3 separate regions of the Mus musculus genome follow, and all the other regions are linked to region 1. A link is a contact called in public ChIA-PET and HiChIP or PLAC-seq data. All regions are on one chromosome and are shown on one strand. The core of a region is the stretch at or near the end of the contact, and the rest is flanking DNA. Distances in the headings are between cores, read along the strand shown. Region 1 overlaps Gm30298 (a long non-coding RNA gene). Region 2 has its middle 9.7 kb from the start of Cdca4. Region 3 holds the start of Nudt14 (nudix (nucleoside diphosphate linked moiety X)-type motif 14).

What was found. ChIA-PET counts read pairs in DNA pulled down with a chosen protein or histone mark. HiChIP or PLAC-seq counts read pairs in DNA pulled down with a chosen protein or histone mark.
Region 2: a contact with region 1 is called in an H3K4me3 HiChIP or PLAC-seq map of bone marrow-derived macrophages, with 3 times the contacts expected there. The contact joins two enhancer-like sites. A contact is called at or near these places in 2 of 39 promoter capture datasets (the SN4741 cell line and stem cell-derived epiblast-like cells), 1 of 484 Hi-C or Micro-C datasets (bone marrow-derived macrophages), 4 of 115 datasets of contacts at active chromatin or transcription factors (bone marrow-derived macrophages, effector CD8 T cells, embryonic stem cells and 1 more) and 2 of 9 other capture datasets (adipose tissue and liver).
Region 3: a contact with region 1 is called in an RNA polymerase II ChIA-PET map of memory CD8 T cells, with 149 read pairs. The contact joins the promoter of Nudt14 here to the enhancer-like site in region 1. A contact is called at or near these places in 7 of 39 promoter capture datasets (the C10 cell line, embryonic stem cells, fetal liver and 3 more), 5 of 115 datasets of contacts at active chromatin or transcription factors (the SCID.adh cell line, double positive thymocytes, effector CD8 T cells and 2 more) and 2 of 9 other capture datasets (adipose tissue and liver).

What each region holds. Positions count from the first base shown.
Region 1 is chr12:112,691,427-112,696,409 of GRCm38.p6, reverse strand. Gm30298 (a long non-coding RNA gene) reads right to left here. Exons shown (of 7, transcript XR_003950268.1): 1 at 2,566-4,983; 2 at 457-950. Among named protein-coding and RNA genes, the nearest start is that of Gm30298, 4.3 kb to the right of the region's middle. Within about 2 kb of position 2,784, at least 409 of the 459 cell types and tissues checked have an H3K27ac peak or open chromatin away from gene starts, as enhancers often do. A contact at or near this core is called in the SCID.adh cell line, adipose tissue, bone marrow-derived macrophages and 8 more, where this site is marked.
Region 2 is chr12:112,836,685-112,841,703 of GRCm38.p6, reverse strand. No RefSeq gene overlaps it. Among named protein-coding and RNA genes, the nearest start is that of Cdca4, 9.7 kb to the right of the region's middle. Within about 2 kb of position 1,288, at least 54 of the 459 cell types and tissues checked have an H3K27ac peak or open chromatin away from gene starts, as enhancers often do. A contact at or near this core is called in adipose tissue and bone marrow-derived macrophages, where this site is marked.
Region 3 is chr12:112,939,657-112,944,730 of GRCm38.p6, reverse strand. Nudt14 (nudix (nucleoside diphosphate linked moiety X)-type motif 14) reads left to right here and starts at 2,589. Exons shown (of 5, transcript NM_025399.4): 1 at 2,589-2,740. The coding sequence starts at 2,660.

The DNA.
Region 1 (4,983 bases), core at 1,535-4,034:
TCACAGGAGTCACAAAAGACAGAATTCCCCCTAGGTAAACAGAAAGTGACTTCTCAGGATTTGTGGGATAGCTCATGAACCAGGCTAGGCTTCCACAAGCAATGTCCAGGGCCCTGCTAGCCCTGGCCCTGGTGATAGGTCAGCTGCCCCGTCATCCCCAGATGTCACCACCAATTGCAGAGATACATTGCCTAGTTTGACCGGGATAAGGTACAGCAGCAGGAAAGTTGTCTCATTATTCACTGACGCCCTGGTACCAGCCTCTTGCAGAAAAACAAGCCAGGTAGCTGGGAGGCTGTGATGGCGAATCTTCATTGTCTGCTTGGCTGGATTTGGAATCCCTTAGGCGACAAACCTTTGGGAAAACCTGTGAGGGTCTTCGCTAAGGTGGCACCATCCCACGGGCAAGAATCAGACTGTATAAAGTGAGACCGTGAGCGTTCAGCCAGCACTCACCCATTTCTGACTGAGGTGACCAGCTGCCCCGACTCCTGTCACAACAGCTACACCAGTGCATACCGACACATTTCTGCTCCATCGTGGGTGTCTCCAGACCCTCAAGCTGAGAGCCAAACAGAGCCCTCCTTCCTCAAACTGATCTTGTCAGACTACTCATATAGTCTTGCGTGCGTGAGTGGAAAGGAGAGGAACTTCTCACAGACCACATCATCCAAAGGTGGTGGGCAAGGGCATTAACCAATGTCCACCAACACTGTTGCTCCACTAGTTTAGTTGGTTCTAGGCACTGGATGTAGGGGATGCCTGATGCTTAGAGCAGTAGCAACCTGCTGGCGGTCACAGGAGAAAACCCATAGCACAGTGAAGATGCCAGCTAGCCCTGCGTTGTGACTTGTCATACAGATGAGTGAGCACATATCTGCTGCTGTTGTTGATTAATCCCCCAGCAGTGGCAGCCAGAGTTCCTCACTACTGCTCCAACGTTGTGGATTCTTGAATGAGAAACACACAGACACACACGCACGCATGAACACAGCCTTATACTTAATAAGCCTTAATCTGCTCAATCTCTGGGCCACTCCCAAACTTCCACATTGCTAAAGCCTCCCCTCTGATACTCCTGAGTTATTACTTACTAAAATCTATATTCCATCTTTGCTGCCTTAGACCCAAGGGGAGGGGGACTGGGGCCATTCTTCCCGGCTCTTACATGATTGTACGCTGCTCTCTTTTGCAGCTTTCAAGCCTGATCTTTCTGTTTCCCCACCATGGTGGTACTAAATCCTTCTGCCCTTGGTTCCCTTGCTTGGGAAAACTAAAGTCCTGCCTTTGTCTCCCTGCCCAGTCATTGGCCACCAGCAACCTTGTTTACCAATTAGAACCAACTGGGGGCAGGGAACGGAAGCGTCTTACATGTGGGATCCTCATGTAATATTTTGGGAACCCAATTAACACAATACAAGCAATTAACCAAATCCACAAAACGTATCTATTCACTCCAGACAGGACACCAACAGACCTCAGAAACCATTCCACCCACATCCAGGTTGGTAAGCCAATTCATTTTAGAGGAGTTACTTATAGGAACATGGGTAAATTAAAGGCAGCTGAATAATCAAGACAGCCCAGCAAAGCATGGGTGACCACTCCAACACCTTCATCCCAGGAGCTTCCTGCCCAACCTGCACACGACTCCATCAAGAGTCCTCTTTCCCCAGAAATTACTCATAGTTTACATAACCAGGAGGAGGAGGCCTTTTGAGTCTTACAATTTTATGAGTCTTGTATGTTTCATTAGCTTAGGAGTCTCCTTCCTCCCTGTGTGTGTGTGTGTGTGTGTGTGTGTGTGTGTGTGTGTGTGTGTGTGTGTGGTGGGGTGTTTCAGTTTGGAGAAAATAGCTACACACCATGCTGGTGCAGCTGGACTGTTGAGGTCCCATCAGATACACCAGCCTCAAACCAATGCACTGATTCAAAACGCTATGTGAAACCCGTTATACACCTACTCACTCACACACCTACGTGTGCCTCCATGCACCCACAGCTCGTCAGTACACCTATCCACCCACCCACCTACACGCTGAACCTTTATTCATATCCTATAGTTAACCGACTGAAGGCAAATGTGCGGGCGACATGGTTAAATTTACTGTTTGGAAAGAACTGGAGAAAGAAGAGGCATAGGGACTCTGGATGCAGCTGTGGGTATAGAGCTGAAGGAACTGATTGCAGAGATGTGAGGGAGGTGTTGACTGTCAGACATGGTATCTGGGGATGTGATGCTTTTCAGGATCTCTCAGTCCACGACTAGCTGTCACGGAGCTCAAAAGCCGCATAGCTTTTCTCCTAGACCTCATGTGATTTTGCCTCTGGGGATAGGGTCAGAATTCTTTTCCACAGCAATCTTTTTACTGTGGAGAAGCCACATGCTTCTGAACTTCCTGTCAGCTGTCTGCAACATCATGGTGAGGACCTGGTAAGTCTACAGCAGCTCCTCTGTCTTAGGTTCTGCTGTCACAATGGTGGTCTCAGCATCCCATCGACAGGGAAGCAACCATTAATTCTATGGATCGCCTTCCTCCCTCCCTCATTTCCACAGCTACGCACAATGAGGTGTCAGGCCCTCCTAACAGCTCTGCAGACACAAAGCTGAACACATCCCACGAGGACCCCGCCCTCGCGGACGCTCCAAGGCACGAGTGACTAAAGGAGGCACGGGTCGAGCAGGAACCAGCTTCTCCAAGGCTCGCGCTTCCACCCGGCGTTCCTGGCGGCCACACTGCCCGGAGGCCGCGTGACGCCAGAACGCGGGGCGTGAGGAGTGCGCCTGCGCGAAGGGGCTGCGCGTGCGCAGCGAGTGTGCAGAAGGCCGGGAGTGTTCAGGGTCGTGAGGTGGAACTCTACCGCTGTCGCCACGGTGTCCTGGCGAGTGCTGCGCCGGCTCTGTCCGGCGGAAGTTGCCGGTCGGTGCGAACGAGCGTCCTTTGGTCACAACTGGCTCTGGTGTCAGCCGAGGCTGCTCCCTTGATCCATCCAGGAGAGACAAGGACCCACGTCTGAGTGCCGAAGGGCAGAGGCATAGGGCTGCGCTTCGCGGGTGATTGTTCCCCTATAAGGGCCCTGCCTCCCCTGGCTCCCGGGCCCCAGACTCCTAAAGCTCCTCTGGTCCCAAGCTCCCTAGATCCCCAAGTCCTAACTACTTTTCTAGACCCCAGTTTCTCAGACCCTAAAACTCTAAGATCGCTGGCTGCCTAGAATCTTAAGTCTTCAGAGTATCTGGCCTCCAGCTTCCCAGACTCTCAGTCCTTAAGGTCCCCCAAACCCCCAGCTTCTCAATATCCCAAGCCATAAGGACTCAGGCCTGCAGCTTCCAAGCCTTAAGACAGTCGAGAGGACAGTTCCTTCGAGAGAATAAGACAGTGCAAAGGTGAAGGCTCCCTGCCCCCCTTGGATCTTTGAGAGGTCCATTTCGGAGTACCCCTAGAGGAAGGGTAGAACTTGTCGCAAGGGAAGAATGGGTGTCCCTAAGAAGAGTCAGAGCAGGCCCCCAGAGAGCCAGGTCTGAGGCCCAGGGATGCCTATGAGAGAGGAGACTGAATAGAGTGAAGTACCAGGAGTAGCTGCTGGTTGGTGGGAAGAAACCAAGGAGCCTGAGAAGAGTACAGGGAGTGAGGGAGGTTCTGCTTCACTGGGTGACAGGGTGCTGGTTCTGGAGTGGGTCTGCTGGAGCTTGGGAGAAGCCATCTTGAAGTGGAGCAGAGCCCAGAGTAGCTTTACTCCATGTTCCAGACACGGATACCTGAGGCCACCTGGAGAATGGGTTGGAAGCAGCCAAGAGAACCCAAAGCAAAACGGAATGAGTACAGCCAGCCCTGCTTGTGGTGAGCGTGGGGCAGGGAATCTGTTACAGCCACTCATCCACTCATCATGTCCAGCCTGGCCACAGGAGGGTGCAGAACCAGGAGAGGACCCAACACTGCCACAGAGATTTGCACACAAGGGTTGTTAGATGATGTGTGCATTCTAACACGTGACATTGCTCATCCCAATGGTCATAGCTAGGGCTGTACCTTGACCACCTACCATCTCACACCAAAGGATTAGAGTACCTAGGAAGCCCTTTAAAAACCCAAAGGACTAAGAAGTTCTTTAAAAACTCAGTAAGAAAGTTGGTTGTAAGAGCTGAACCAAGTTGATCCAGACAAAATACAAATGATCCGTGAACCTAGAAAAAAGATGCTCACATACTGAGAGAAATGACCACAATGGCGAACTATCATATTTAGAAATTTCCTGATTTGCTAAATGTAGTCAGGGCTGCAGGGAAACAGAGAATGCCCCTTGCATAGGCAGTTTGGCACCCTCTGAGGGAATTGTAAGTGCCTTCTCCTTAGGCCAGCCATCCTACTTTTGGGAGTTGGGTACCCATAGTGCTTCAGTGCCATTTAAGAATATTTGTTACAATTGCTTACAGTCAGAACTGGAAGTTGCCCAGATGCCCAGCACTGAGAGACGTGATAACTTAATAAATGTGTGCTGGAATAAGCCCACTGTGACATGCTACAGGAGTGAGAAAATGAAAGGACTGGGTGGAGAGAGAGCTCTGAGGTAAAGTGCTTGCCTTATAACAGTGATGGCCCAGATTCAGTCAGAACTTAAAGCAGGCACAGTGACACACTGTGATCTAGCATGGAGGAGATAAAGACAGGTGGGTCTCAGAGTTTGACAGCCAGCCTAGCCTACTGGAAGCCCCAGGCTAGAGAGCGCCCACATCACAAACAACAGTAAAACAAGGAGGGATGGCTGGGGGGGGGGTGTCACCTTGAAGTGACTGGCCTCCACATGTGCACACATACACAGGGACAAGGGATCGTTTGTGTGAAAGAAAAGCAAGGTGCACATACCACATCTGATGATGTGCCACCTTTGGGTGTGGCACTGAGGGAGTTCTGTAAGCCTGTGCTGGCCAGCTTCATGCCAACCTCTACACAAAACAGAGGCAACTGGCAAGAGGGAATCTTTTGT
Region 2 (5,019 bases), core at 39-2,538, 150 kb before region 1:
CTCTCTCTCTCTCTCTCTCTCTCTCTCTCTCTCTCTCTCTCTCTCTCTCTCTCTCTCTCTCTCTCTCTCTCTCTCTCTCTCTCTCTCTCTCTCTCTCTCTCCTTACATTTATTATGTAACAGCTTTTTCCTGCCTGCAGGCCAGAAGAGGGCACCAGATCCCATTACAGACGGTTGTGAGCCACTGTGTAAAGGCTGGGAATTGAACTGGGGACCTCTGGAAGAGCAGGCAGTTCTCTTAACCTCTGAGCCATCTCTGCAGCCCTGGTATATACTTTTAATCCCAGCACGCACGTGGGAGGCAGAGGCAGGAGGATCTCTGTGTTCAAGGCCAGTCAGGTCTACAGAGCAAACTCCAGGACAGCCAGAGCAACACAGAGAAACCCTGTCTCAGAGGGAGGGAGAGGGGGAGGGGGAGGGGGAGGGGGAGGGGGGAGGGGGAGGGGAGAGAAGTGGGAGGGGGAGGGGGAGGGGGAGGGGGAGGGGGAGAGAAGTGGGAGAAGAGAGGGGGAGAGGAAGAGAGGAAGGAGAGGAAAGGAGAGAAAGAATGTTGAAAGTCAACTGATCTTCAATAACCACAGTCAACCTTAATCAGGAAGCTAAAATTTTACCAAAGCCCATCTATAGTCCATAGAGCTCTCGCCAGTGTGCAGAGCATGTGAGACGGCTCTACCAGACAGGCATAAGAACTGGTAAAGTGGGGAGTGATCAAACCCCGGGAGTCGCAGAGATCTGAGGCGGCAGAAGTGGAGCTGTCCCTCCCAGCCACTAACGCCTGCTCTGGAACAGGAACTCTGACCAACAACTGAGAGGATAGGGGAGCTCTTCTCCGTGCTAATGAGGCCAACGACCTTCCCTATCTGGACCTCATGCCCTTCCCTCGAAATTATGTAATCCCTGGTTCACCCCTCAGGCACTCCACACTCTCTCCCAACTGGACCGGATCCTGCTAGTCTCAGGCCCAGTTCTCCCCTTCAGGTCAGTCTTGTAGCTGGTGTTCTCATGCCCTAAAGGGAGACCAGGTCCTCCTGTTTCTCTCTGTCTCTCCAGGGAGTACACTAGCGGTGCCTGAGTACCCAGAGCGGAGACCGGGAACCACGCAGAGCACTCGGCACAGATCCCGCTTTGCCATGTGGGTCCCGTGAGCAGCTGACACCCCGAAGAGCATCTGTCTTCTGAGCCACTAAATTGGCACTGGTGAAGAGAGGCAGAACCCAGGGCCCACAACGAACTCGGGTACCACACCAACGTCTCCAACTCAGGCTACTTCCTTAAGTGCTTCGGTTTCCAGCATGTCCACTCCGTGACTGTCTCTAACCAAACTCACTTCCTTATTATTCTCTCAGCTTTAGACTGGGTGCTTATTTCTTCTCAAGAAGAGGAATCTTTTCAGTTAAGGAAATGGGTGGAGACCTAGATCTGGGCTCTAAGCAGGAATATGCTCACCGTGTGCATATGTGTGTGTCTGCGTCTGTGTGCATGTGTTGTCTGTGTGTGTGTGTGTCTGTGTGTGTTTGCTTGTTTTGTTTTTCAAGACAGGGTCTCTCTGTATATCACTGGCTGTCCTGGAACTCTCTGAGGACCAGGCTGCTCTCAAACTCATAGATCTGCCTGCCTCTGTGTCTCACGTGCTGGGATTAGTGTTCACCACCACTGCCTGGCTTCTATATTTTTCTATATCAAAACAGACTGTGTTCTGATACTTCCAACCTCATTATAACCCAAACAGGGGCAACCTGCTCCCTGTACTGATCTTTGATTATGTGGTGGTTTGAATAAGAATGGTTCCCAGAGGTTCATGAATTTAAATCCTTAGTCACCAGGGAGTGGCATTATTTGTAAGGATTAGGAGGTGTGGCTTTGTTGGAGGAACTGTGTCACTAGGAGTAGGTTTTAAGGTTTCAAACGCCCACACCAAGCCCAGTGTCTCTTTCTCAGCCTATAGATCAGGGTGTAGTTCTCAGCTACTGCTCCAACACCACACCTGCCATAATGATAATGGACTAAGCCTCTGAAACTGTAAGCAAGTCCCAATTAAACATTTTCATTATAAGCACCGCTTTGGTTATGGTGCACCTGCACAGCAATTGTACAGTAACTAAGGCAGAAGTTGGCACCAGGAGTGGGGTCTTTCCCTGAAGTCACCACTCCCTTTATTCTTGTCTTCTTTATAAACGTCGCCTTGGTCATGGTGCCCCTGCACAGCAATAGTACAGTAACTAAGGTAGAAGTTGGTACCAGGAGTGGGGTCTTTCCCTGAAGTCACCACTCCCTTTATTCTATTTAGCTTCAGGCTTTCCTTTAAACTTTTTGTTTCCTTGAGCACAAACATAGCTCCATTACACTTCCTGGTGTTCTTTTCCCCCCCTCAAAATGTATATTTTGTACTTCTTTTTATCCAGCTTGCTCCCTTTCAATATAGCTCTGCATAAGAGAGATTACTAGTAACCACACAACACAGTCAATACTAGAAATCTCTTCTGCCAACAACATTCATGTAAAACTCTTTAATTTAGCCTCTGACAGACTTTTTTTTGGACAAGGGCAAAAAACAGCCACATTCTTTGCCAAAATATCACAAGAACATCTAGGCTTACTAATATTCTTCCCCCTCTGAAACCTCTTGAGCTGAGCCCCCACAATCAAAATCGCCCTCAGCACTGTCTGTCATGCTCCTACAAGGATGGCCCACTAAGCCCCACTAAAAGTGTCCAACCACTGCTAAAGTTCCAAAGTCTCCCATGTTCCTCTAAACAACAGCATGGTCAAGCCTGTCACAGCTGTATCCCAGTCCCTGGCTGATGTAGATAACAATGCTACTGCATATTTGTTTGAGTACAAAGATTCTCATACAAATGAAAGTTTCCACTGGATCATGGCAAAAGAGAATCTCAGCCCATGAACCAATTTCCACACTTGAGACAGTTTGTACACCCAACACTTGTTGAGTGAAGGGGAAGTCAGGGTCCCCTGAGGAAGGATCTGAATACAATACCTGTGAGTTGAACTGTTAGCCTTTCTCCAGCCCTTCCTCACAAGAACCTAATCTTTTACAAGGGTAATTGCACACCAGGGGATAGGAAACAATCAGACTTTCCAGGGTCTATTGGTACTGGTTCTGAATTAACACTGATTCAAGGAGACCTCCAAGAAGTATTGTGCCCCCCCCAGTTAAATAGGGACCTTTGGAGGTCAGGTGATTAATGGAATTTTGGCCAAAGTTCAACTCCCAGTAGGATTAGTGGGTCCCCAAACTCATCCTGTGGTTATTCCCCAAGTTCCAGAATGTATACTTAGGATAGATAGACTGAGAAGCTGACAGAATGTATACTTAGGATAGATAGACTGAGACGCTGACAGAATGTATACTTAGGATAGATAGACTGAGAAGCTGACAGAATGTATTCTTAGGATAGATAGACTGAGAAGCTGACAGAATGTATACTTAGGATAGATAGACTGAGAAGCTGACAGAATGTATACTTAGGATAGATAGACTGAGAAGCTGACAGAATGTATACTTAGGATAGATAGACTGAGAAGCTGACAGAGTTCTCACACTGGTTCCCTGATTCCTGTGGTGAGGCCTATTTGGTTGGAAAGGCTGAATGGAAGAGTTCAGAGTTGAGTTTGTCATGGAAAAGTAGTGAATCAAAACCAGCATTGTATCCCTGGAGGAAATGTAGAATGGATGGTTACAATGGTTTCTTATGCTTGGCCCAGGATGTGGCACCATTAGGAGGTGTGACCTTGTTGCAGTGGGTACCACCTGTTCAACACACCACACCTGCATCTGGGGCTTGCTTTGTCTCATGCTGACCTTGAACTCAGAGATCTGCTTGCCTCAGTCTCCTAGGATTAAAGGCCTATACTACCTTGCCTGGGCCCTAAGCTTTTCATGGCCACTATGCCTTAAGATCTCCATGTCAAGATTCAGGTCAGAAACCTGTGTCTTCCTGCCTCAAGATCTGGATCACAGGTGTGCCCTCCATTTCTGCATTGTAGTTCATTTCAGATGTAGTCAAGTTGACAACCAAGAATAGCCATCACAGTAATAGAAGAAGGTGGTTATAAATACCAGCTAAGGCCACATGGCCAGTTGCGGAAATGAGGATGATAATCATTATAATTTGTTTTTGTTCCTGTATTAGTCAGGGTTCTCTAGAGTCACAGAACTTATGGATAATCTCTAGATAGTAAAGGAATTTATTGATGATTTACAGTCGGCAGCCCAATTCCCAACAATGGTTCAGTCGCAGCTGTGAATGGAAGTCCAAGGATCTAGCAGTTACTCAGTCTCACGCAGCAAGCAGGCGAAGGAGCAAGAGCTAGAGCTAGACTCCCTTCTTCCAGTGTCCTTATATTGTCTCCAGCAGAAGGTGTAGCCCAGATTAAAGGTGTGTTCCACCACACCTTTAATCCCAGATGAAAGGTCTGTTCCTTAAACTCGGAGATTCAATCTTCTGGAATCCATAGCCACTATGGCTCAAGATCTCCAAACCAAGATCCAGATAAGGATCTCCAAGCCTCCAGATAAGGGTCACTGTTGAGCCTTCCAATTCCGGATTGTAGTTTATTCCAAATATAGTCAAGTTGACAACCAGAAATAGCCACTACAGTTCCCCAGTTTCTTTATCATGTAATGTAATGTCAGTTACAAGAACATCAGTGCTTATCACATTTAAATTTGAGATAATGAAAGACTATCCCTAAGGGACATTGCCATCTATTCTAAATTTATAATGCATGTACTATTGTATGTGGAGTAGTCATGCTATGTTAAACATAATTAATGCCTGCTTATTGTGTTCATTTGGGAGTTAAGCATGATATACATATATGATTATGTATCGAGTTGACAAGGGATGACCTTGTGGTGATTATTTTTGGTTAGTAAAACCAGATGACTTGCATATAGGACTAACTAAAACCCAAATGGCTGGGCAGACCTGTGAGGGACTTTTTTTTTTCTTGATCCAATCATTTGAAATGAGAAGACCTACTTCCAATCCAATATTTG
Region 3 (5,074 bases), core at 1,340-3,839, 250 kb before region 1:
CTAGCACGTGAGAGGCTGGTGATGGGTTAGGAGTTCCAGACCCCCGAGAAGACTGAGAAAACAGGAGGTCATGTGGGTGGGATCTGTTTTGTAAAAAATTCAAACGCAGAAAAAGATAGACTTGTAAAGAACTTTACCAGCCTTAGCCCCACCCACCCAACTGGGGCCAGCACTAGTCCACCTCTCTCCATCCTGGAAGTCATTTTGACTTTGGCCTTGCATCCTCAACTCCTTGGCAACTCTAGCCCAGCCACCCCCAAGCAAACACACAGACACTTGGAAGGTCCAGCCAACACAGCACTCAGGCCCTTGTCCAGCACGAGGGAGGCAGACAGAAGTGAGGTCCCATAAAGGCTTCAGTGGCCTACAGGTTGGTGGAAGTAGCCCTTGGAGACAGACAGCAAAGCAACCTCCTGGTGCTGGAGGAAGCCGATCCAAGCCGGTCACCACTGTACATGCACACTCAAGCGATTGTGCTTGTCTGATTGTTGTTTGGAATGGGGTGGTATGGACAGAGCTGAGGGTAGCGGCTTCTTACAGATGAGTCTGCTCTGCCACAGCTGACACAGGAGAACAGGGGCAAGGCCTCAGTTTACAAAAAATAAGAGGCCTTTGTGTTCCATAGTTCCCTGGTCTCCTAGTCTTGACTCAGTCCTTCCAGCCACCCTGTGCCTTGGGATCCTCATGTTGTACAGTATCCTTAAGTCCCCGGACCTACTTCCTGTCACCCCACTAGAAAAACACAGAACCTTGGCAGAACCCAGCACCCATCTAGACACACCCAGACCCTGGGCACCGCCCAAAAGCATTTTCTATCCCTGAGCCAGCAGAGGTCAGACCATCTGTGCCCAACAGCTCTCTGGGTATAGGACCTGCCCTACTGTGTGCCTGCTTTGTGTTCACATGGGGCCCAAAGAGGCAGAGAGAAATGTAGGTGTGACTGCTTAAGGAGCCTGAGGTGAGGGTGGCCCTAGTTATGAGGGCCCCCAGATGTGATCATATTGTCCTGAAAGGATGGAGGCAGAGTCCAGAGACCACCAGCAGAATGTCAGAGAGCAGGGAGCCAACAATGTTTTGAAGGTAGGGGATAGACCACATGCCAGAGTGGGACTTTCTAGGATCTGAGAGACAAGTCTGGAGACACCCAAATCCCAGCCAGGGACCTTGTGTTGGAGTCCCAGCATCCTGAACTGACTCTATAGAAGTTTGTCTTGCTGAAAGACAGCAGATGTAATAACGCTGACTTGTGGCCTCGTGTCTCATGATGTCTGCACTGTCCTGGACATGTGTTCAACGGGGTCTTTGGAACTCCAGGAAACGGCTTGCCGAACACAGAGATGGTTTCTCTAAGTCTTGGGCATTGGCAGCATGGTGCCTTCCCACCTCACCCCACCCACTTTTGACAAACCCCTCTCCATCCAGGCTCCTGCATTGCTCCCATGGGGACAATGATCAGCTATCTAACAGTACCACTCTGGGCCCTGGCCAAAGCCCCTTGGACAGACATATTTCTTGCTCCTGCACACAGGTAGCCCTTTCCTGTGGCCCAGGGATCCCAGAAACTCTACTCACCTCAGTTTATACTAACATTCAAATGTGACTTTCCCCCTACAATGATCTGTAGAGTTGTGGGGGCTTTCTGTTTTCCTCTCAGGCAGGCCCAGTGAGCACAGGTAGCCCCCGGCCAGTGACACTGGGCCCTTTAACATCTTCCTTTGCCTGAACTACTGGTTATAGCAGTGAGAACTCTGTGACTGGTCCCTATTGTCTACACACACTCTAGGGAGAAAGTCTGCCAGGAGGCCTCTGAAATAAAGGAAGACACCTGAGGGCTTTGGTTTCGGGGACTAGAGGAGCTCTTGGTTGATAGTCACTCTGACCTCCAGGACACTAGGTGGCCAGGCCAAAGCCTGGAAAGTTCAGTACTTTAGGAGAGGGATGTGTGTGTGTGTGTGTGTGTATGTGTGTGTGTGTGTGTGTGTGTGTGTGTAGTCTTTAAGAATGGCTCTCTGTGAACCATGTGTCCCATATAGTGAAGTCCTCTCTCCTTGAATCTAGAGTGGCCTGGAACTTTGGATGCATCTGGATTGACATAGTGATGGAGCAGATCTGGGGCCCTGAACAGCTGTTGTGAAATGTGTGCAGCAACATGGCCTTTGTGAAGAACAGAGACAGGAAGTCGCACTTTCTCTCAAACAGGGTCAGGTCAGCCTCTGTGTGGCTAGTGCTCTTCCCGGGGCCTTCCTTCACCAGCCTTTTCTCTTCAGATTTGTCTTCTATTCTCCCCTTCTGTACGCTTCAGTGGGGGCCCTGGCTCCCCAGACTTGGGAAGGGGGTGAGTTTGTTGCTAACCCCGGCCAAACAGACTCCCGCTCAGCTGACCTACCCCGGTGATCCCCTCTGATTTCCACCCGTTGGAGGCTTCATATACTACGAAGCCCTCTCCACCCTACTCAGTTCGCTTCCCCTTTATGCTGGCTTGGGGACTTGTCTGAAAGCGCCTCCCTCGCGCGCAGCACTCCCGCAGGTGCTACCTGGACTCTGTGGCCCGCCCTCCGCCCCGCCCCCCGGCCCGCCCCGCGTGTGAACTGGGCATGCCCAGAAGTGCGTAGACGCGCCCGCCGGCTTCGATCCGCGGAAGAATCTGCTCTGCGCCACCATGGAGCGCATCGACGGGGTGGCCGTGGGCCTCTGTGCCCATTCGCCCTACCTGCGGCCTTTCACGCTGCACTACCGCCAGGTGATCCGCCCCACTCGCGTGTCTCCGCGCTCTCCCCCCGCCCCCCGCGTTGCGGCCCCGGCCCCGCCCCCCGAGCTCACGACTCCGCCCTGAGCGGATTCTCAGAGCTTGAGCTCCGCCCTCCTGCAGTCCTGACGGCCAGTCGGTCAACCCGGAATGGCCAAGGAAGGACATGCAAAGAGAATCGCTCTTTCCTGAGGAAGATTTGACTGGCCCTCCATTTCTGACCGCCCATCGATACTTTTATGCAGTTAGACCCATTGATTACTCTGGGTATCAGGGCAGGAAAACTCTTGGATCAGGGCAGGAAGAACTCTTGGGGAACCCCACAATTGCAGATACCCTCCTTGCGCCTTCTTTCTAGCTCCTCCTTCAAGCCTTAACAGAAAGTCTGCTGTCACGAAGAAACCTCTTCAACTCAGTCTTTCGCAGCTCCCAGGTGTCTGTCTCCCAGAACAACAGGGCCATACATAGCTATCTCACATGACACCGTTGGGCACCTAGTAGGCACACAGAAAACATTTGTTGAACCTACTTGCTGCCTCTTCTCTTTCGTCTTACCCCATGGTCTTCCTTCTCCTCTACCCTGCATGGCCCTGTCTAGTAGGCCCCTGGCACGTTGCCCATTTCCATTCTCTATGCTGTCTGATACACAATTTTCCTGACCTGATCAATGTAGCCCTGACTGGGTTTCAGCTTAGATCAGACCGCCCAGGGCTTGGCGTTTGCCCAGCTCTCCCACTCCATTTCTCTCACCAGTGTTGTGGCCTCCAGCCTGCAAATTCCCTTGCCTCTGGTGTGTCTGCTGTGTGGAGGTCCTTTCCACCTACCCACTAGGCTAGGGAATTCTTCTCCCAGAGTGCAGTGAGGTAATACAGGCTTGAGGGAGCAACTGGGTTCAGTTGAGGAACAAAGGGTAGAGACACGGGGTGTGTGTGGGGGATCACACTTCTTTTCCCTTTCCTCGGCTGGTGACATGGGGTAGCCATGTGGCTCTTTCATACCCAGGACCTGGGGTTCTGGTGGGCTGTGGACGGTCCAGGCTGGTTCGTTCGCCCTCACTTCCTGGGAAGTGCTGTGGGGTGGCTTTACAGCTTTGGCTGGCATCCCACCAGCACATTTCCGCTGATGGCATTGGTAACCAGAGCTCAGTTGAGCAGGCAGCGGCCCGCCATAGCCATAGTCATAGCTGGGAGGGGGGTGGGGGTTGGGGTGGAGGGTAGGCAGCATTTCCTCGGGAACTGAAGGATACTGGGCTGGGCTGGGTTTGCCATGGTAGGGGTCTGCAGCCTTTAACTGCCCCAAAGCAGCAGTGGCCCTGTATAGAATGTGCCCACTGCTACATTCTAGAACTGTCTCTCCCTCCCAAGGCCCATGTCAGCATCTCTGGCCCTACTACCCACAGCTCTGACAAAGTGTTTGATCCTGAGTCAAGAGGGTCCTTGTAAGTCACCTAGGGTGACCTCCCTGAAGGAAAGCTGTTGGGGTAGGCAAGACAGGCTCACTGCAGCCTGGGCAGGCAGCCTTCTTTGGAGCCTGCCTAGGTGGCTGGATATCGGGCAGGCCTGGGCTCGCCTCTCGAGGTGGTGCTTCAACGGCCTCCTGGGCAGCCTGCCCTGCCCAGGACATTGGCTCTCTTCTCCCCCTAGAAACCAGGCTGCTGCTACCCTCTCAGGATATCTCTGCCTGCAGTCTCAAGTCAATCTTTCTGTGAGACTCTCCTGTCATTGACAGCAGTACCCTTTTCCTCCTGAGGAAGCCCTGTGGCTCTCTCCTCAGTGTCCTCCCTCTTTGTTGCCTGGCAACACACTGTCTCTGGGACCCAGGCCCCTGCCTTTTTATGCAGATTGTTTGGAGCCCCTGCATCTGTGGTGAGCTGGGCTGTGCTCATGAATGACCCAGAGGTGGACTAAGCAGGTAGGGGTAGGGATGGATAGGTCCAGCCCCACCTGCAGAGACCCTTCAGGGAGGAATGTCTCTGCTGGCTCCAGTCCCCAGAGACAGCCGGTCTTTCCAAGTGGCATTTGGATGGTGGGGACTGTGGGATCCCCATCTTAACCTAACCTTGTATAGAAAGCATCGATGACATCCCCAATACTGCAGGGCCCACCTTAGCTATTTCTTGAGTGCTACCCTATGTACAGGAGTGGCAGGACTAGGGGATGTGTAAGAGATAGCATGAGCCTGAAACAGGGCGGGGCAAGTACTTACCGTCCATCTGACATGCGCAGATCCACAACTGCAAGTGTAAGCTGTCCAGTGGCCCACAGAAGCTTGGGCCTTGAATATGTGACTTCTGCTCTGCCCGCCTGGAATCCTCCCTGCCCTGCCTAA